3 separate regions of the Sus scrofa genome follow, and all the other regions are linked to region 2. The links are chromatin contacts, called in public Hi-C and HiChIP or PLAC-seq maps. All regions are on one chromosome and are shown on one strand. Each heading gives the region's core, a stretch centred on a gene start, on an enhancer-like site or on the middle of the called end of the contact. The rest is flanking DNA. Distances are from core to core; before and after follow the strand shown.

What was found. Hi-C and Micro-C count contacts between places; a contact is called where the count stands out from the background. HiChIP or PLAC-seq counts read pairs in DNA pulled down with a chosen protein or histone mark.
Region 1: a Hi-C map of skeletal muscle shows a contact between it and region 2, with 4 times the contacts expected there. The contact joins the enhancer-like site here to the promoter of SNAPC3 in region 2. A contact is called at or near these places in 13 of 47 Hi-C or Micro-C datasets (alveolar macrophages, brain, embryonic fibroblasts and 5 more) and 2 of 2 datasets of contacts at active chromatin or transcription factors (alveolar macrophages and skeletal muscle).
Region 3: a contact with region 2 is called in an H3K27ac HiChIP or PLAC-seq map of skeletal muscle. The contact joins the promoter of PSIP1 here to the promoter of SNAPC3 in region 2. A contact is called at or near these places in 3 of 5 promoter capture datasets (fetal liver, fetal skeletal muscle and liver), 3 of 47 Hi-C or Micro-C datasets (fibroblasts, heart right ventricle and liver) and 1 of 2 datasets of contacts at active chromatin or transcription factors (skeletal muscle).

The regions. Positions count from the first base shown.
Region 1 is chr1:207,360,549-207,364,325 of Sscrofa11.1, forward strand. All of the region lies in intron 2 of TTC39B (tetratricopeptide repeat protein 39B), which reads left to right. Among named protein-coding and RNA genes, the nearest start is that of TTC39B, 15 kb to the left of the region's middle. Within about 2 kb of position 1,378, at least 2 of the 83 cell types and tissues checked have an H3K27ac peak or open chromatin away from gene starts, as enhancers often do. A contact at or near this core is called in skeletal muscle, where this site is marked.
Region 2 is chr1:207,250,352-207,253,955 of Sscrofa11.1, forward strand. It overlaps SNAPC3 (snRNA-activating protein complex subunit 3), which reads right to left and starts at 2,069. Exons shown (of 9, transcript XM_001927743.5): 1 at 1,717-2,069; 2 at 934-1,011. The coding sequence starts at 2,033.
Region 3 is chr1:207,171,537-207,175,339 of Sscrofa11.1, forward strand. PSIP1 (PC4 and SFRS1 interacting protein 1) reads left to right here and starts at 1,978. Exons shown (of 11, transcript NM_001243670.1): 1 at 1,978-2,158; 2 at 2,683-2,897. The coding sequence starts at 2,826.

The sequences.
Region 1 (3,777 bases), core at 128-2,627, 110 kb after region 2:
ATTATATTGGCAATTTAAAAAGTGAAGCTACCAGCTTGAATTATTTTTTTCTTCTAAAGACTTAACTGCTTTATCTTCCTTTGTAGTTTATGGTAGAGAAGGCTACATTTTAATTTAGGTAAGAGTCCCCTTTTTTTTGATATATGCAAACCCTGTCCAAGTCAGGGTTTTAATTTTTGTTTAGTTTTTCATTATTCCCATGGCATGTGAAAGTTCCCAGGCCAGGGATCAAACCCAAGCCACAGCAGTGACAATGCTGGATCCTTAACTCGCTGAGCCACCAGGGAAGTCCTCCAAGTCAGAACTTTAAATCTGCATGCGGTGGGTTGAGGGGGAGTAGGTTTCACGTGACAGAAGGTAAGGCTCACTTCAGGACATGGGACATGTTTAAATGAACTCCCTTCTTTTTGTCAAAAACTGAAAAGCATTCCATTTCCATTATGGCAATTTGGTGACAATCACCCTTTCCTTAATTATTTAAGGACAAACACAAGGCTCCTTAACATGGCCTTATTTGACCCAAAAAACCCTCTTCATGCCTCAAACTTGATTTTCCTTTTCTGTTCCCACATCTCTGTCATCAGCTGGTACTGTTGCTCTTCCTCCAAAACACTGCTCCCTACTGTATCCTGGCCCCCTTTCTCCATCTCTACCGTGTCCCCAGGCCTCGGCACAGTGTCTCACCCTGTACCTCCTGGAGAGCATCCTCAAGGTCTCCTAGCTTCCCCTCTGCCTTTTACAATCCACCCTCACCCTGCAGCCCAAGTGCTCTTTTACAAATGGTATTCACGTTACACCTGTACTTCAAAGTTTTAGGATGAAATCCATCCACACTTCCTTTCTTTTGCTTTCCTCCTCCAGCTCATCTCCTGTCCCTCTGCCCTTCATTCCTCTACTGTAGCCACCCTGGCTTCTCCCCCCCCCCCGCCCCCACCTCAGTGAGTGTTTCCCCAGCCTGGCGGATTGCACCAGGCCTCCACGTGACCAGCTCCTTCTCAACTTTCCATTCTCACTTGGAAGATCAGGTTCCAAGTGCAGCTTTCCTTAGGTTACATCTCCAAAGCAGCCTTTCTCTTTACTTCTGTTTATTTCCTTGTAGATAGGATCACTGTCTGTATTATTCCGTACATTTATTGTCTTCTCTGTCATCTTCCTCACTCCATCGGGTTTCAGTGCTGGAAGTGGAAACTGCTTTACCTAGTTTAAGGAAGAAAGTTTAAGAAGGGAATCAGGTGCTTACAAAATGCATAGAGGGGCTGATGGCCCAGTTTTAGGCTAGGCCTCTGGAATGACCCTCAGGGGCATCCAGACTGATGATTCTGGAGCTGATTTCCCAGCACTTTGTGGTGGCTTTGATTCTTACATCAGAAAGCTGGAATAGAGAAGCCTCTGCTGCCACTGTGTTTTATATACTGGAAGGTGGAGAAAGGATACTGAGCCCTGCTGTTGAGACAACCTCAGTCTTCTCACCCTTGCTGGACAGCAGAAGTCAGAAAGGGGCAGAAAAATGACCTCAGACTTTCAAATCTTGTACGGGTATATCTCAATGGATGTAACCTAACTCTCACCCAGAATCAACTCACTACTACAGCCACAAATCTATCAGGCTCCCCAGAGTTCCTGTCTCTGTGAATTGTGCTACAGTTCCTGAAATTTCTGCTGTGATTGGTCAAAACTCTATTGACTGTTCTGACTGGTTCTGTTGTCTCCAGATATATCTCAACTTCTTTTTTTTTTTTTTTTTTTTTTTTTTTTTGTCTTTTCTAGGGCTGCACCCACAGCATATGGAGGTTCCCAGGCTAGGGGTCTAATCAGAGCTGTAGCTGCCGGCCTACGCCAGAGCCACAGCAACATACGATCCACGACTCGACCACAGCTCATGGCAACGCCAGATCCTTAACCCACTGAGTGAGGCCAGGGATTGAACCAGCAACTTCATGGTTCCTAGTCGGATTTGTTAACCACTGAACTACCATGGGAACTCCCTCTCAGCTTCTTAATTTTGGCAGTTCTTTATTTTTACGCTGGCTGCACTTTTCTGCCAGTTTTCACTCTAGATAGCTCTTTGCCTTAATTAAAAAGAAACAATTAAAAAGACTGAATTTTAGCGGTCTGCACCATTATTCTTGTGTAAATGCTGATGGTCCTTTCGGTTCTGCAAGTATTTAGATCAGCTAAGAATTAGTAAGGAAGCTTAGCTTCAGATGACAGCAAATCAAGCAGACCCTTAATATTCCCTTTTAAATAAGATCCATTTTGTAATGTATATTGGTGTGTCAAGTGTGTAGGTCAGTGGTTACCTAACTCAGTTTTCATTAGGTCGCTCAGAAAAAATAATTGAGTCTAAGCCTTAACCTTGTGAGATTCCTGGGCAAAACAGAATTCTCATAATAAGCAGGTTCTAGGTATTAGAATTTGCTCGGAGGGGGTAAATAGAAATGTAAAAATTGCCTAGACCAAATTTGGGACAATTTGAATGCCAAAATAAGCAACGGACCATTGAAAATAGGTCTCCTTGAGTCCATGTGGATGATGACCAACTAGACAGATGTATGGAGGAGACAGGAGGGCATTCCTTCCTTCCTTCCTTTCTTTCTCTTTCTCTCTCTCTATTTCTCTTTATCTCTTTCTCTTTCCTATTCTTTTTAGGGCCGCACCTGTGGCATGTGGAAGTTCCTGGCCTAGGGGTCAAACTGGAGATACAGCTGGGGTCCATGCCACAGCCACAGCAGCACTGGATCTGAACTGCATCTGTGGCCTTAGCTGTGGCTTTTGGCAATGCCAAATCCTCAATCCACTGAGTGAGGCCAGGGATTGAACCTGCATCCTCATGGAGGCTATGTCAGGTTTTTAACCTGCTGAGCCACAATGGGAACACCAACAGGGAAGCTTTTACTTTCAGTAGAATGCCAAGGGCCAAGTAATAGCAGATGAGGGAGTGCTGGAGATGGAAAAGCAGTGTTCAGCTAGCCTAGTAAAGATTGAGTCAGGCAACCATCATTGTGGGTGCAGAATCTAGAGACAGGCTTCAGGGAGGTGCGTGTTACACTGTCTCTCCATAGATTCCTTATTACTTTCAAGACAAAAATGGTAACTATGCAGTGGAGAAATCAGACAACACTTTGACCAGGTGATCAAAATTAATACCATCAGTGGAGGCAGATAACATCTGTGCCTCTAGATAGACATGACCTGGCAAGGACATATTGTCCCTTCTGTACTAGTCTAGCCTGAATCTGATCACAGAGGAACATCAGAGAAACTTTAAATAAGGAAGGTTCTATTTAAAAAAAATAAAAAAAGAAGAGGGTGGTACTCTTTAAAAATGTCATTGTCATAAAAGACAAAGAAAGTCTGTGAAAGTGTTTCAGATTAAGGAGGCAAAGGAGTTGGGACGGCTAATTGCAATAGCTGACCTGAGCTGACCTGAGACTAGTTCTGTACTGCAGGGGAAATACTGTTGGGTCACTGGACAAAATTGGAAAATAGACAAGAGTTCACAGTAGTTAAGTTTACTGAAGTGGATAATTGCACTGTGGTTATGTAAGAGAATATCTGTATTTTTGAAAAATACGTACTAGAGTAATTAGAGGTAAAGGGCCACAGAATATGAATTTACTCTCGGTTTAGAAAATTTTTTCATCTCTCTAGATAGAGAAGAAGAGAAGGGGAGGTGGGGAGGAAGAGGTAAGAACAGATTATAAGGCAAATGGGGCAAAATGTTAACACCAGCTGAATCTGAATCAGCAGCATAGAGGCTTTCTTTGTACTATTCTA
Region 2 (3,604 bases), core at 819-3,318:
GGGAACCTTTTATATCACTCCAAATATTGCTAATGTAAATATTAGCAACAGGGTAAGAGAAAAAGATTTGGCAGTTATAGAAGAAACCAAGGTGAAGTAGAAATGCCCCTCTATTTTTTGAGGGAAAATAGAAAGGGTAGGATAAAGGCTGACAACACAACTGAGATGGTGCAAAGTAAGGGGCTACAATCCAGGAATTATAAATTTCACTATTACACACACAGTTTCTCCATAACAGTATCATCATAGAGCAGTGTTTCTCAAAAGTGGTTGGCAGACCAGAATTCATCTGTTGGTCTGTTATCCTACTGGTACAATGAGAGTAAGCATTTAGAAATGTTCATAGCAATGACAGTGATTTTTCTGTTGAATTTAATAAAAAATTTGGAGTTTTATTGTCTTTTAATTCCATTTTTCTGGTAATTCATCTTTATCCTATTTTACAGATATAGATCTGTCAAAAATTAAAAAAAAAACTAGTACTTTATCATACTACCAGAGTATGATAGTTTGAGAAGCACCGTCAGAAAAATTAGCTTGCACTGAGAAACCTATTTAAATAGATTAATTGTACGTTTGTAAACATTAAAAAAAAAAAATTTAAATATGGACTGAATATTACAGTTAATGCATTTACTGTTAATTTTCTTAAGAATAATAATACCACTCTGATTAAGTAGGAGAATGATACTTTTAGGAGCTATATGATCATGTATTTCGGGGTAAATTATCATAATGTCTGCAACTTACTGAGTCGTTCTGCAATAGAAGACACACAGCGAATATCTCAAACACAAAGAGCTAAAGCCAAGATGGCTAAATGTCAACAATGCCTGAATTTAGTGGATAGAATGATAACAATACCATACTGTCGACTTCTGAATAATACAATGTTGAAAGAAATATTTAAACAAATGACAAAGTCCTCCATACCCCAAAGTCACTAGGTCGGTATTCTCTGGGATGACTTCTGGATCCTCCCCTTCCTCAAGGCACTTCAGTTTATCAAGGCTAAAACAAAACAAACAAAAAAAAAGCAATCACGAATCCTTCCGTAGCGCGTTGAAGAGTGTGTCCTAAATACGTTAATGAACAATTAAGAAATCAGATAAAATCCAGCAGGCGCCTCAGAGGAGGCCAGAATTAAAGGCGAATTCTGTGCGATATTCATTAAGTAAAAGGATACATGGCGTTTGAGGAGGCCAATACTGTTAAATAGACAAAGAGATGTTACTTTCATATTTTCACCCAAAATAAGGCACTCTGGGGAAAATCTCATTAACAGCATACCCGGGAGGTCGCCAAAAGAGACCACAGTTAATCAAGATTCCATTCTGGTTTAACATCCTTCCAGCTTCTTCGTTCCTAAGGTCCTTCCAACATCAAAGTGCCTCTCAATGGCAGATACCCGTCGCTGTTACTATAATTGTTTTACTACATTAACAATCACTTAAAAAACTAGTGAGTAGAAAAATGAATCTCTTATGCAGCTCTCTCCCTTCACTCCAACTAGCAGAAATTGTGCATTCCGATCACGGGACTTCTCCCGTCACTCAGGGAAGGCTTTCACCAGGCTGAAAGCTTTGAAAGGGCAGCCTGTCTACCCCGGGGGAGTAAACCACAGGCCCGCCCTAGGATGAGTCCCAGCGGAGCGCAGGAGCAAGGCTGCACCTGGGTAGACCCCAAGTCCCAAGAGCCCCTCGGCCCCGCACTCACCCGCACACCGCCCTTAGCTCTGCTGCCGCTTCCAGGCTGCAGCCCAGATCCCGGGCCACGGCAGCATCCTCCCGGCCGGAGTCGGCGACCGTGTCGCCCTCGGGCACCGCGGGTGCCGGAGGCTCCTTCAGCGACAAGTCCCCTTTTCCGCGCAGTCGGCAGCGCCACAGCTCCCCAAAAGCGCCCACGTGGAAAGCGCGTGTGTTTAGCTCAGGAAGCTCGTACTCTGGAAAGCCGCAGCCACCACTGCTGGGGGCCGGGTCTTGTCTGTCCTCCATCCTGCCGCACGCTGGACCGCCCCGACTGCCTTCAGCCATATTCGTCCCACTCCCTTCCCTGAGAAAGCCGGCGGATCAAGGCCTCGCGGAGCATGCTGGGACTTGCAGTTGCGCGGGGCCCGGGCCAGCAGGCAACGAGGCTGCACGTGCCCAACTTCAGGTACTACATTTCCCGGCAGGGCCTGAGTCGTACCCGCCCCGGGGCGCGGCACCGCGAGTCTCCGCGTGCGGGGTTGAGTGCATTGTTCTCCGCTGGCGGCGTTTCGAAGAGTGGCTTGGTTTTCTGTTCACTGCAGCTTGTGTGACTGGTTTTTCGGCTCTCCGGGTTACGCAGCGTCGCTCTCTGCGGGGCCGAGCGGCTTTGACAAGCCCATGGCCCCACTCAGTGCTTTCCTCTCGGCCCGGGGGTGTGGGACTTTTCGTTGATTTAAGGGTTGCGTGGCTGCCTCACTGTCCCAGAGCCTGAGAGCCTTGGGGGTCGAGGGCTGAGACGGGGTGGGGGGGGCACTACCGGACCTCCAGATCCGGTTCCTTGAGAACCTCCCCAACGCCCCCCACCCCCAGTAATATATGTATCACTGCTGAACAGGCGCAACATGCTGTTGATTTTTTGAGCACTTAATATGTGTCAGACACTGTACATTATTATCCCTAGTGTATATTTTAAAAAATCACAACAACCTTGCCAGGCAGGGATTACCATCCCCATTGAGCTACTGAGGAAGGAGTTAACCTCCAGGAGACAGAAGCAAGGTCAGAACTCAATCCGTCTAGCTTCAGATGGCACTTTCTCCATGTGTCCGAAGCCCCAGAGGAGGCAACGTAGCAGAACATATGGGAGGAGCCTTGATTACTTACTTATTGCTCTATAATTCACATACCATACACCTGACCCGCTGTAAATGTTCTTTCAATGGCTTTTAGTAGATTTACAGTTAGGCAAACAGCACCACAGTCAATTTAAGAACATCTTCATCACTTCAAAAAGAAACCCCATTTATTTTACCTATCATCCCAACTCCTCCAGCCTTAGGCATTTAATATGAATGGCATCATATATGTGATCTTTTAGTGACTAGCTTCTTTCATTTAGCATGTTTTCAGGATTTATCCGTATTGTAGTATGTACTGGAACCTCACTTTTTTATGGCTAAATATACACAGTGTATGGATATATGACGTTTTATTTATCCATTTATCAAAAAAAGGTCTACCTTTTGGCCATTATGATACTACTGCTAAACATTCATGTACAAATTTTTGTGCAGTTTCATTTCCCTTGAAGATATATGTGTATCTAATGATATATATGTAGGATTGCTAGGTCATGTGGTAACTCTGTCGTTAAAGCATTTGAAGAACTGCCAGACCTTTTCACAGTGGTTGCCCCATTTTACACTGCCACTAGGATTGTATGAGGATTTTGATTTCTCTACATCCTTGCCAATGCTTGTTATTTACTGACTCTTTGATTATAGCTATCCTGGTGGGTGTGAAGTGGTATCTTGTGGTTTTGATTGCATTTTTCCAGTGACTAATGGTACTGAGCATCTTTTTGTGTGCTTTTTTGACCATCTGTCTTTTTTTTTTTTCTTTTTTTTTTTTTTGAG
Region 3 (3,803 bases), core at 728-3,227, 79 kb before region 2:
CACTCACAATAACCACTCCCTATTATTGGTGCTATCATTTACCACTAATAAAAAGTTATCTTTTAATATAATTATAATTTATCTATTAATATATATCTGTCTTCCCGATTTGATTTTAAGTTCCTATGATCTGTAGTATCCTGCATAGAAGCAGTTTCTCAAACCGGAATATGAGTAAGAATCATCTGGGGGTCTTGTTAAAATGCAGATTCTGAGTTAGCTGGTCTGGGAAAAGGCTAAGTTTCTTCTAATAAGCTCCCAGGTGAAGCCCAACCTCAGGGCCCTGGACCGCACTTGGAGTCGCAAAGGCTTACTGGGCTTAAAACAAAGGAGGTGCACAAAAAATGATTGCTGAATGATGATGCCTTAGTCTTATCTACTCAGTGTCTTGAATTTTCTTTAATACGTCTTTCTCTGCTTTTTCCTGCGCACGATTTATGACTAACTGACAATTATTCCTTTGTGTTAACTTAGCTGTGCCCTTCCTTCCCTTTTTCATAGTCAACAGTGTTATCCAGAAACCAGTCACTTAGGGAGTACAGTACTAACATCCAGCTTCCTTCTACTGACATCTATTTTGTAGCAAGCAAGAATAACTTTTTAAAGAATTATCTTTAACTTTCTTGTTCAGCAGTAATTAGTAGCTCCCTAGTATACATATCAAACGCAAATTCAGGATGGGAGGCTTCAACACTTTTCTCCAGCCCCCCTCTCTCTTGCCAGTCAGTTTCTGTTTTGGCATCACTTGGAACCCTCTGCATGTTGCAAAGTATGCTTTAGTCTTCTTGAAAGACATTTTGTATTGGGAACATCTTCTTTCATTCTTTTTAAAGGCCTATGTATATCTCTTTCAAAAAATTCTCAATTTTTTGCTTATTTAATATTAAGCTTTTTTTGATTTCATCCCAGTTGAGTCCTTCATTTAAAGGAGTATGAACTATGTACTTTTTATATATTTTAATATTCTTATTCTTTTTTCATATTTTCATTGTTTTAAATTGGAATTATCTGTGCTTGTTGTTCATGGTTGTACCCCCAGCACTTAAGAATGCTTGACACACAGTAGGTACTTTAAAAAAAACATACTAAAATTATATTGGCTAAAGGATTAAGAAATTAGAAAATCCTTTAAGAGTATTTTAAAAGATAAAACATCTGAGGTTCAGTAGTACTTTTACACTGTACCACCTACCAGCTACTATTCTACTAGGGAAATAAAATTTAGATGCCGCTAAAATTAAGTCAGGGCCCAAACCCACATCCTATCTGAAAGGCTTATGCTTTCCTGTCATTGTTTTCTATCCTGCACGGTTTGCATTCGTTAAGATTGCATTTTTCTTAATAGTTCTTGGTGCTTTAAATTTAAAAGCAAAGAAATGGGGCTTTCTCAAATTACAATTTCAAGAAAAGGAGCCTGCAAGCCCCCTTCAGCGAGGCTTAAGAGGCCTACAAGCTGCACAGTGCAATCGCCTTATGCTCTGATTTCATCTATGGGTTTTTGTACAGTTCTTTTTTGGATGGTGCAAACCGCGCAACTGCAGCAATGAAAACCTCCCCACCCTGGGAAACGATGGAAGAACATGTTAGCTTAGGCTGCCAGGTTCTCCCTAACACACAGCCAAGGGCTGGAGGCCCAGATACCCGCCCCCAAACCCTGTCCACAACAATCGTTTCCTCCCTCCCCGCCTTTTACATACAGTACACATACAAATACACACACGCAGAGCAGCCAGCAGGGGCGGGCCGGGCCCGACCATTCCACAAACCGCAGGGGGGAACCACAGCGGGCCGACCTGTTAGTGTCCACTCCTTTTCTTCTTTGGACCCGTATCTCTCTCTGTCTGACTGCAACTATTAGGCCAAAGCGAACTTGGGGATCTATGGCCTCCTGAAGTTCCTCTCCGGAGCCACAGACCTTTGGCGGGTGCTGCGTTACTCCCCCTCGTCGGCGAGCAGTTGGTCCCGCCCCAGTGCTAGCGGGCGCCGAGCGGGAGCCGCGCGGGAGCAGCGCAGCGACGGCGGCGGCAGCGGCGGCGGCGGTTGCGATTCGGAGCCGTTGAGACGCCTCTGCGGCAGCTGGTGGCGCAGGTGGCTTGCGTGGACGCGGGCAGAGGCGGCCGGTCCGCCACCGCAGCCCCAGCGCCCGCGGCCCCGGCAGGTGAGCGGGCGGCGGGGACTCGCCCCGCCCCCCCTCGGTGGCCTCACTCCTGGCTGTAGCGGGGAAGTGGCCGCGGCCCGCCCGTGAGCCGAGGTTCGGCCCGGGGCTGCTACTATCGGGGAAACAGGCTAGGGGAGAGGTCGTGTGTGGATAGGAAGAGAACGTTCGCCTTGCTTTTGCCATCTTTTTCTCCTCCTCCCCCTCCCTCTTGGGGCTTAAGCTTGGGGGAAAAAAGCCAGAGGAAAGATGGGGCTGGAGAGAGAAGAATTGGGCTGAGAAGCATCTCTGCCTCAGGTGGTGGCGTCTTTTCGGTCGTCGAGCGGTGGACCTGGCGGAGCCTGGAGGGGAAGCTCTCGGGCTGCGGAGGCCGAGTACTCGCGGGGGAGGAGCAGGAGGCGGCTCTCCCCTCACTCTCCCACCCCCACCCCTGCCCCTCCACGGTCCTCCCCTCCCCCGTTCCTCCCCGTACAGCCCCTCCCTTCGGGTTTCTGAGCTTTAACCGCCCTCGGTGCTCTCCCTCGCAGGAGCGTCGGGACACCCCGAGGCATCCTCTCCCTCCCGCCGCCCAGGGGAGCCTCGGCTCCCCTCCGCCCTCCCGCATCCCCTCGGCGTCCGCACCACCGCTCCTCCTCCCTGGGCTTCGGACCCCCGGCCTCGCCCCCGAAACATGACTCGTGATTTCAAACCTGGGGATCTCATCTTCGCCAAGATGAAAGGTTATCCTCATTGGCCAGCTCGAGTAAGTGATTTTTAGCTTTCTCATTTAGCGATGCTACCTTTTTCAGAGGCCTACTTCCTATCCTTTTCTCTGAATTTTTTTTTCTCGTTTCTTTTTCTCTCCCTCGAGTTCTTTAGTCTCATTTATAAGCTCACCTTTTTAGGGTTTTTTTGGCCCACTAATCTCCCATGTAATTTAAAAATCCTGATGTTTTTACATAACTAGGTATTTTTCTGTGGTTTGTTTTTGACAGACTTTGGCAGGTTTCTTTAATAGAGATATTTAAAGGTGATGCAATTAATGTTCCACTGTAGGTGAAAATAATCAAGTATAGATTTGACGTTTAAAAATTAATGAAACATTGACCTTTTCCTAATTTTGAGTAAAATGCAAAATACCAGTGGGATCTATGCAAACTATTTAGGTGTCAAAGAGTTGTATGTGATTAAATTGAATTCATAGGTACTTTTTTCCTGTTCTATAGTAGATCAGGCCTTTTGGATTGACTTGTTTAATATGATAGAGGATTGGATGTTCTTGAAAGTTTTATGATAAGATAGCATCAAGGATGGTTTATAAAACTTATTTTTGTGTTTTTACTGGAAAAGTTTGCCTTATGACCTTGAAGAAGTTGTTTGATTACTTTGATTGTTTCCCATAGGCAAAAGGAGAAGTAAACCCAGATTCCTGTAGTACATGCAGTACGGAGAGGTGATTAAGGAGCCAGGATTTTTTGTTCAGAAATTTAAGACTAAAATATCTAAGCACCATTTTCAGAAAAAGATCTTTTAGTTTATGGTAGAACTCAGGTTCTAAGATAGTGATAGAACCTAAAAAATGTTGAGTTCAATTAGATTAGTAACCCCAAGATCCTCCTTAAATATAAACATGTGTCTAAAGTTGGTAATTTCCATTAATTTGCTCTTC